2 separate regions of the Gossypium hirsutum genome follow, and region 2 is linked to region 1. Evidence: chromatin contacts called from public Hi-C data. All regions are on one chromosome and are shown on one strand. Each heading gives the region's core, a stretch centred on a gene start, on an enhancer-like site or on the middle of the called end of the contact. The rest is flanking DNA. Distances are from core to core; before and after follow the strand shown. Region 1 has its middle 21 kb from the start of LOC107922133. Region 2 holds the start of LOC107922567 (protein NLP4).

The links. Hi-C and Micro-C count contacts between places; a contact is called where the count stands out from the background.
Region 2: a contact with region 1 is called in a Hi-C map of leaf, with 1.8 times the contacts expected there. The contact joins the promoter of LOC107922567 here to the enhancer-like site in region 1. A contact is called at or near these places in 16 of 34 Hi-C or Micro-C datasets (callus, cotyledon, hypocotyl and 3 more).

The regions. Positions count from the first base shown.
Region 1 is chrD01:15,945,363-15,950,320 of Gossypium_hirsutum_v2.1, reverse strand. No RefSeq gene overlaps it. Among protein-coding and RNA genes, the nearest start is that of LOC107922133, 21 kb to the right of the region's middle. Within about 2 kb of position 2,765, at least 7 of the 9 cell types and tissues checked have an H3K27ac peak or open chromatin away from gene starts, as enhancers often do. A contact at or near this core is called in cotyledon and leaf, where this site is marked.
Region 2 is chrD01:16,007,609-16,012,698 of Gossypium_hirsutum_v2.1, reverse strand. LOC107922567 (protein NLP4) reads left to right here and starts at 3,546. Exons shown (of 5, transcript XM_041087139.1): 1 at 3,546-4,457; 2 at 4,787-5,090. The coding sequence starts at 4,932.

The DNA of each region.
Region 1 (4,958 bases), core at 1,516-4,015:
TAAGTCTCTATACTTGTTGAATTTTGAAATTTCTATCTTAATACAAATGATAGTCTTTAGTCCATTAATTTGATTTTTAGTGAGTAGCATGTGAAAATAAGAAGCTAGCAAGACATTACACATATGATAATATGTTTGATTCATCATATTTAGCAATTATTGTTTAACAATGACCGAAATTTAAAAATTTAAAAATACAAAAACTAAAAATGATCAAATTAAAGTATACAGATTATATCTACAACTTTTACAAAACACAAAAATAAATAATAGAATTTAATCTCCATTTAATTTATTCTTATAAAAGGAATTAAAAGTGGAAGAAGAAAATTGTAGTGACACAATGTAATCATTTAAATTGAAAATTAGACATTTTACAATGTCAAATTTGATGAACTCTTGATAAAGAAAATATAGCATAATCATGATCAATGACAGCTTTGCTAAAGCAGGCGTTGTTTGATTCCAGCCATTTTTGAAGCCATGTTTATTCCCTATTTATGACTGTCCGCACAGATATAGCAAGCTTAGTCAAACACATATTTGTATAACAATTACTTTACATGGCGACAAAAATTACTCTTTATATAACCAATTAAATTTAAATTCATCTATTTATTGAGTTAAGTCGAGTTGATGAATCTTAATTTATCATCTCAGTGTAATCTGATGTTTTTTAATTGGATCGAGTGAAATGAAATTTGATTCAAATTAAGTCAAATAAACTTGTTTGAATTAAATTAAACAATTGAATAAGTCAAATTAAAATCTTGTTGACATTACAACTAAATTTTAAGTTAGTGATATATATTTAAAAATTATTTCATAAAAAACAAGATAATTTGGTTTAGTTATTTATCATTTTGGAAAAAAATAAGTATTAATTTTTTATATAAAATTTAAGATTATTTTATAAAATTTTGATTTTTTAAGATTATTTTGATTATTTTATAATTTTTTGTTCAATCTCGAAATTGATAGGGATAAAAAAAATATTTACACTAATTTATTATTTAAATTGTAATATTTAATTTTACTCAAAATTCAAATTATTTATTAAATGAAAATTCAATTTGATAGATGGAATGAGTTACCCTATTGTTTGTATATATTTGAAAGAACCCTAACTGTTTATATTGGATGATGGTGAGGCGTTATAATATAGTAAATGAGAGTGAAAGTGGTTGGAGCTTGGGTAAGCTCAGCTGCCATGAGTAAAGTTTCATTAAATGTAGAGTAATGGGTCGTGTGCAGAAGTATTTGGTCAAACTTGTTCTTTACATCGTCATTAAATATTCATATACATGCAAGATGGTGATGGTGGATATTTGGGTAGTATTAGCAAGTAATTAAGAGACAAGGAGTAGGGAGCAGTTGGGAAGATGGGAGTAATGATGGTGAGACCCTGCACAGTAGGTCATCCACCAAAACATTCTTGACTAGTCCCCGTCCAGGCCTTTGCAACTCATAATTAACATTGACAATACGGATTTTATTTTTAAAAGAAAATAGATGTGCTTGACGAACCGGGTAATTATGACCAATGTTTTCCCATCTCATCTCACTTTAAAATTTATACATAACTCATTTATTTTATATATATACTATGTTGGGGGAGGCTGATGTGGTGGTAAACTCAGATGTTGAGAGCCTTAAGTAAGGAGGTTTTGTATTGAGCTTCGAAAAAGGTAAGTATGATGAGGTAAAATACAATTTAATTCTTAATATAAAATCTCCCTCATATTATTTTTGTTTTATCATGGGGTTTGGGGAGCTATTTATAAACACTCTAATTAATGGGTTATCATTGAATGTAAACCTGTTTTTGAAGTCGACGACACGACTTGGTGTGATGGATGAAATAGTGAGTGACTGCAGTTTTATCTGGGGGTTTGAGTTTGGTGCGACTATAATCTCAACAAGCTACGATGTTTGGTGATGCTTGCCTCTAGGCTTTAATAATATTACATCAAAAAAGATATGAATATAAATCAACGTTCGTAAAATTGAATACAAAGAGAAAGGAATGAAAGAATCCCAGACGCCCTCTCCCACTTTATTAGGATCCACCAGCGTCACCGTGATGGACTTAGCTCAACGAAAAATACAAACGCCAAGGCATAAGGGGCAACTTTTGAGTAAGGCCCCATTTTGAGTAATGATAGCGACTCATCTCACCTCGGTGCCACGCCTCGATCATGCAAAATATGCCCACACCACCATGCCACATGGACACTGGGAGAGGCAGGAGGACTCCTAATTAGTCCTTGCCACACAACTCACACCTAAAAGCAGATTCCTTCATGCTATTTTCATTTTTTATATTTTGTTTCCTCACTGGGGAAGTAAAAAAAAGTGCAAAGTGCCAGGTGGATTCGTGTACGAATTTCTTTTGTTTATTTTTGGCCTTTCCTAAATCCCATGCGGATTGTCAAATTGCGTTGCGTATTTGTGTGTGAACACTGCTTACGGGTGATTGTGCTTATAATCCGGCGCCCCTAACCTTTTGTGTGATGTGATTTGTTTCATATTTAAAATATTACAAGGTCCCCATCTTTTCATTAGCGAAAATAAATAGGTCGAGTGAAAGCATAAATAAGGCTTCACTAGTAACTACACATGTCTGTTGTTTTTGGTGACGGTGACAAAATAAGGCTAATAAATAATCTTGAATGAGGAGCAGCAGGCTCTCAAGGCCCAGAGAAGCAGTCTTTCTTCGCTTTGAAGCGTTCAGCTCCTTTGCTGCAGCAAACTTGATAATCAATGCCTCCTTTACCTTTTGGCTAACTTTGAAAGTTGGGCCATGCCTCTTTGATTTTACATTTCATATCCTTGTCCCGTTATCTATCATTATAGTCCACTTGACTTTCCATGACATAAGAAGAATATATTATAAAATCATTAGAAAGACAAGGTCAATTAACTTTAAATTGATTCATCCAAAATTGCTTCTGCATTTCCATATGGAGCCTAAATTGTTGAGGAGGTGAAGTGTAAATTAGTAATAATACAAAAATTGCAATGTGTATATATGGTCCCAAATGTTAGGGCCTAGTTGAAGCCGACCTAATCATTGCTTGGTTTGTTTAAACTTTAGCTAAGTCGGAATGGTGGTCCTTAGTTAAAATAGATTTCTTTACTGCAAAAGTCTGCATACTAATGCAGTTTCTAGAGATATAAGAACTGGGATGTTTGTGCTTCTCAAAAGTTTTTGAGTTAGATCTGCAAAAAAGTGTTGCAAGCAGGGGCTCAAGGCTATTTCGAAGTGGTTCCATCTTGAATGTACAACCCCCCTCCTCCCCCCACTGTATTATTTCTGTTGAATCCCAAAAATTGCACAAAATAATTATTACAAATGCTTTCATGTAATCATGTTTTTGGGCTCATCATTCAGCAGTTCAAAATAAAGAAAACATAATTTGAAGAAGAAACATTTTCATTAATATTAATGATGATGCATTTGACTTCACTGTCTCATAAAGATGTTATATGCTTCATGAAATATTATGGCAGTTCTAAAAGTAAACTTACAATGATCTGAGATTTCATTCAAAATATATGGAAAAACAAATAGCTAAATAGTCCATTTTTTTTCCAATTTGAGTTTCCAAAGAATTTGAGGTCTAACATCTACTTCCATCAAAGTATCATAAAGATTGTTGTATTAGAAGTTGAACTATATTTTGTCTTATCTACTTCAAAAATAAGTAAATTAGTTCCTATAAGTTAGATCAAAGGGCAAATAAATTCTTCTTTTAAAAATTTCATCCATTTTTATTATTAAAAACTTATCATTGTGCGTCAAAATGAGGTAAATGTGGCACACCATGTGTTACTGCGTGATTATTTAATAAACCACATTAATTTTTAATAGTACAAATGGATAGATTTTATTGAAAAAATATCAATTTATGTTTTATCTAACATATAAAAACTAATTTTTAAATAGACTTATTATATCATAATCTCGCAAAATGTTAGATAATAATAAAGAAGGGACGAAGACATTAATTTAAATGTTGATGATAATAGGATGATTAGTATGGAATGCGCCGCCTAGTGCTTCCAGTATTGAACAGCAAACCAATGGGTTATGGGTCCACACCAGCCAACAAAATCATCAACATTTCAACTCCATAGGCATCAGATCACATTACACATTCAATAAACAAAAGGGTTGTCGGCAATGGAGAGCGTGCAGCATGTGGAATCATATTCCCTAAACCGTGATAAACCTCTTTTAATCATAATTTGGTTGTATAATCTATTAACAATTTCAGCTTTTTGCATGCATGATCATGGCATTTCAATTTAACAATCCATTCTCTAAGTTTTAGTTCCAATCTAAGAAAATGAACAAATCCTCTTTTGTTTTTCTAATAAAATTAGATTGAATTTGTGGTTTGTAATAGGAACCCAAGAAAAATATGTTTATTTATAAACTACGACTGTTATTTCCTTCTTTCTTGCCTTGTTTACCAAACGTGGATAGAAATGCATGGGCCATGGCTAATGGCTAATAAATAGGCTATGGCTATGTAAAGGAAGTGCTGCTAATTTAGTATCATGTGGGCTGAGGGCTGCATAGCCTGTGTCGTGATATGGTGGGAATTGCCATTCTTGGTACTCAACTTTGCCAACACCAACACTAAAAATTATCGCCTTGTAGGTAGGTCAGTAAATACTATGGAAAAATCTACTGTACGCTACAGGCCTGCACTAAAATTTTTACTTTTTATCAAAATTTCTAATGCTTTGATCAGAAAGTTTGATATTGATAGAAATTAGAAAATGTTGGTATATTTTTGGAGCATACCACAGAACTGTTTACATTGGCTACTTATTAAAGAGTATGGTTGTTTACCAATAAGAATTGAATGCAGTAGTACGATATATTGCACTCTTAAAAGGTTATATAAGTTTAAACTTTAAAAACAATATTATTAGAAGAGACAATT
Region 2 (5,090 bases), core at 2,297-4,796, 62 kb before region 1:
TCCAATGCACTTGCATCATACAAAATTAAACGAATGCGTGCATTCATGAACGAATTTTGAAGCACGTATTTCCTTTCTCCCTATATTATCCTCCTATAAAATGGATGTATTTTTAACAACTTAGACACACATGAAATAAATATCAAACATCGAGTAGTTGCCTCGCGAGAGTTGTGTGTACTTCTTTGGATATTCTTTTACTTATTTTTTTATTTTGTTAATCCAATTCGTGACTGATATTGAAATGAGTCGACAAGTGAAATCTGTTATTTACTACGATGGTCAAATCTGTAATACAAAGGTCAATGTGGTGTTTGTAGAAGTGAAGTTTGTGGAATTAGCATTCAATCCTACGATTAAATTGTGTGAACTACGGATTAGAATCAAGAGAAAAGTCAGGGGATTGACCCAAAGAAGAATTTTGAAGTTGCAATGCATATTTCTTGCCTCTGTTGACCTATATTGGTATGAGTTATTCGACATGAGGTCCATCTCGAGATGGTAATATCATCGCATTGCTCAAGCGAAAATATTGTAATGGAGTTATACGTCGAGTTCGCCGAAGCTGGTAGATCTAGCCCATCTTCGACCACCGTTGTGGCAAATATGAGAACCGAAGTTGAAGCAAAAAGTCTTACTACATAGTTGTGCGGTAGGTTCATTGGCCTGTTAAAAGCGGCTACTACGATGTTCTTGAAACATATATGGGCAGACACTTATCAATCACTGGCACGGTTCGAAATTTTGGTGCCCAATATCGGTCGAGATTTGAGCATAACCCGTAGGCATATGTGACATTTCTTCTGTTAGAGCCGATGATGAACCCGTTGTGTGACTGCGTCCCATTTTACACTGTTACTAGGGCAGCCATTGTTGCCTCTTTGGCCAAATTTGCCTACTCCTTGCCTCTGATGATAGTAAATACGGCTTCCCGGCAACACTGAACTACGTCATGTAATCGGTATCTACTGTCGTGTCTGCTGAGAAAAATGGTTCGTGGACGGGTAAGGATTCCATCCTACGATCTCAAGCCTGGATGTGCTCCTTGTGCTTCTCTGCCCAATCCTTGTGCTTTTCGTCGAAACGAATTAGAGAGGTGGTCATTCGTGAAAAATTAATTTGAACGAATAAAATACGAGATAATTAAAAAATATATTTTTAAATGAGAACATTGATAAGTTTAGAACAAAAAGTTTAAGAGAGTTGAAAAAAGGATTTGAATGAAAAAAAATAAAATTTTGGGGGTATTTATAGGGTAAAAAAAGTTACCATTGGCCCTATTAATTTTTTTTTATTGTTGGCGCGACAACTTTAAAAAACCGTTGATTTTTCACTGTTGAGGGAAAACACGTCGAGTCGGGTGCGCTTACTTATCACCTATGTAAAAAGTACATTCAGCTGATCTATTTCCTTAATTTTAGAAAAAAACGAACCAAATGCCTAATTAAAAAATAAAAACGGTTTTTACGCTTAGTTTTGCCGGTTAAATGGGTAACGACACACTAAATTAAGAAATAAAAACAGATATAATTTATGAGTAATTTTATAAATTTCTCATATAATAATATCTTATTTGATAAAAGTATAAAATTAATTTTAAATGATACTCTAGAAAAAGACTAGTTTTAGTTTTTTTGGGTACATCAGAATACATTAGGTAACATAAGATTTTTGTTAATTTTTTAAATGGTAATGAATCTTTCAAACTACACTGCTGATGTGTTTTGTTTGAATGTATGTCAACTAATGAAACTGAGACAACTTGTCCCTGTTCCACCATCGAGTTTTGTTTTTTCTTTTTAGTTTAATAATTGAGAAAATTACAAAACCTTTTGTTTATTTTATTTTATTCAAACCATTTTTTTAATTAACTCAAACAGCGTAAATAAAAAATAAATCGATACATTTATTACAAATAAAAAAAAAGAGGTATTTAATTTTATTGTGTTATTTTTTTTTGACACGATGTTTAGAAAGTTTATAATCCCTCCTCAACTTATGAATAGGAGGATAATATGCTTCAGCGCACTTAAACTCACACATTAATGACAATGCATATACCAATTAGACTAAGACTCAATCGACAATTTTAATGTGTTTAAAATGATTATAATATAAAAAGAAATTTTAATGTTATTTTAAATTGCATAAGAATTGCAGCATAATTAATATGATTTAAGAAATTATAAATTAATAAATCAGTTTTAGAAAGCCAGCAAGACTGTTCACTCTAGTTAGCATTAGAATAAAAGAAAAATCCAACACCAGGCTAGGGCTAGGCTAGGCTAGGCTAGTATTAAAACAGTTTAGCTGAGGTGAGCATCAATAATAATATTAAATAATAAAAAAAAGGAAAGAAAAGAAGTAGAATCATCTTACTTTTTAATGAAAACAACCCCACCACTATGTTCCAAATTTCTATTTATTTACTGCATAAATCAGTCTTAATTCCTAAGTCATAACAATTAAACATTACGTGTACTGTATTCCATTTCTTTTTTAATTTTCTTAGTGATGAGGTAAAGTGTCAGATTAGAATGAGTTTTTATCAATTGAATCTCTTAATCATGCATTGAGATTGAGATTTGAGATTCCAATTTATTATACATTCCATTTACAAAAAATAAGGATTTTAACTTTAAAGATAAAAAAAAAAGATTTGAAGGGTTTTAGGGTTTTAATTAAATATTGTTGGGAAAATTTATTTTTTTGAAAAGATTTTTTTGAACCATCATCCTCTAAACTTTCAACAATCAAAAGTATTGTTTTCCTATCGAATTTTTGTTCTTGAACTTTATAAAAAGTTGTGCACAATTAGGGAATATTCATACATTTATTACCTTCAAGCCTAGATTGGTGATTTAAGATATGGTGTGCCGAGATACTTCCATTATTATTTATACGCCTAACATTGTCATCTTTCCCGCGTCAAATATCTAATTCTATCAATCGAGACACCCCTTTTTGTAAATTGTACACGGCTCTCTGCAGATGTTAGGGACAAAGCCTCAACATGAAGATAACGCATTCTATTATTGGGGATTCGAGTTATCTGCTTGAAGGATGATACTTAGTCGATTGGAGCCAATTCCCCCTCAACAAATATGTTAAAATATATATTACTTTTAATAAAAGATAAACATAAATCAATAAATTTTTTTGAAAGAGTTGTATAAAAAAATAACAATTTTAGTTTTCAAAGGGCAGACTAGGAACAGTTTCCCGGGGAACACAGGAAAGAAAAGGAAAAGTCTAGGATGATGATGTTTTCAAGTTGGTCAAATTGATTGGAGAGGTCTTAGCCCTCACTAGCGTGGATGCCATAATTCTCCACTTGCATTTGCGACTATATTATATATAATTTTAGATCTTCAATTCTAAAATCCAATTTCTAAATGAAAATTATTATTTTCTAAATAAATAGGATTGGAGTCTACTCAAGATTTTCACTTTTCAACATGGAAACTTCAACACACTGTTAAAACTAAGGAAATGAATGAACCTTTGGAAAGTACCACTCTTGTCTCTGAGTCCGACTCACTCGGTTGGAGGAGCCTTGGCCACCCATCGTGCACCAGTTGTTTACTGAATAAATAAATAAAAAGGGGATTGTTAATGTTTGTGGAAATAAATTAATGTAGAGAGGGAAGCTGGTGATGGTTAAGCAGAGCATCTCTATTCTCAAGGGACGTCCAAGTGGGTAAACACTCAGAAAGCAACCATTTTTTTTTACCACTTGAAGGAAGAAAATCTGATTCCACTTCCCTTATTTTAGTAATTAAATAGTAAACTCCATTATTCGTCATCAAAGCATACTTGTTCTTCTTCTTCACCAGCGGTGGGCTGGAAAAGGTTGACTTTTCATCGAGAATATCAAGGCCCAATGAAGGGGTTTGTTTATGTATGACGTGGGGTCAGTGCTTCAATGGCAACAGAATCTTCATTCATTCTCATTTAACCAGGAATCATATTGAGTCTATTCCAAGGCAGCCGCAGATAATAACTATGACCCCCAGACAGGTTTTTTCTTAGAGAGGTATGAACAGAGACAGTCTGTTTCAAGCTTTCTTTTTTTTTTTATGAGATCTTTCTTTGTTGCTCCTCCACGTTCTTGTTTTTGCTTCTTCAGACTGTTTTTTTTTTCTCTTTGAACTACTATTTCAACTTACAAGACACTAAAATAATAATAAATGTTCCAGAAAATAGAACATTTTGATATGGTGATGTAGTATCCGTTTGAGATTTGGGGTATCTTCAAGAATCTCCGCCTAGTAAATATACAACATCTTGAGTTGCTGTCTTGTCTTTTTATTTTTAAAGAAAATGAAAATCTCTTGGTTTTAATGGTTAATGTTCTGGGCCATGTTACTCCATGTTATTCCCTTACGGTAAAGTGAGAATCTTGAACCAAAAGTGCTGAAGATATCAGCTGACCAACTGGGAAGAATATGTAGAAAGTGGGTTTTTTTTTCAATGTTTGTTCTTTTATTCTCGCTATTTTGAATTTTCATCATGAAATATGGTGCTCCTTAGATTGGGATTTATCCTTTGATTGATTCTTGTTCTTATTTCTTGTATTTTTTTCCCCTTTCTTTTGAGTTGACTGATACTAGATGTGGAACAGCAAAAGAAAAGCCTAATCTTTATGTGACGCACATTAATTATTCCTTATCCTTTGACATAATCTTTTGCTGCTTAGAGTTCTCTGGAACTTCATTATTCTTATGATCTTGTCCTAGTTGGTGGTATTCCTCAAATATTTGATGGGTCATTATATTTTGAACAGATTCTCTGGTGAAGACTGGAATTGATACTGGAAGGTTTTTTTTTTTGCCATCCTCTTTGATTTCTAAATTGAGTGGAACAACGTTGCCATGGAAGATACCATTTTCTCACAAGGCACCATGCTGGGTGGACTACCAGATTGAGCAATGGATTTCGACTACATGGACGAATTGTTGTTAGATGGATGCTGGTTAGAGACAACACAGGGATCTGATTTCCTTAATCCTACTCTACCCTTTTCAAATAATTTCTTTGATCCTGCATTTACATGGCCTACTTCGGAGTCTAACGCGGGTGATTTGGGC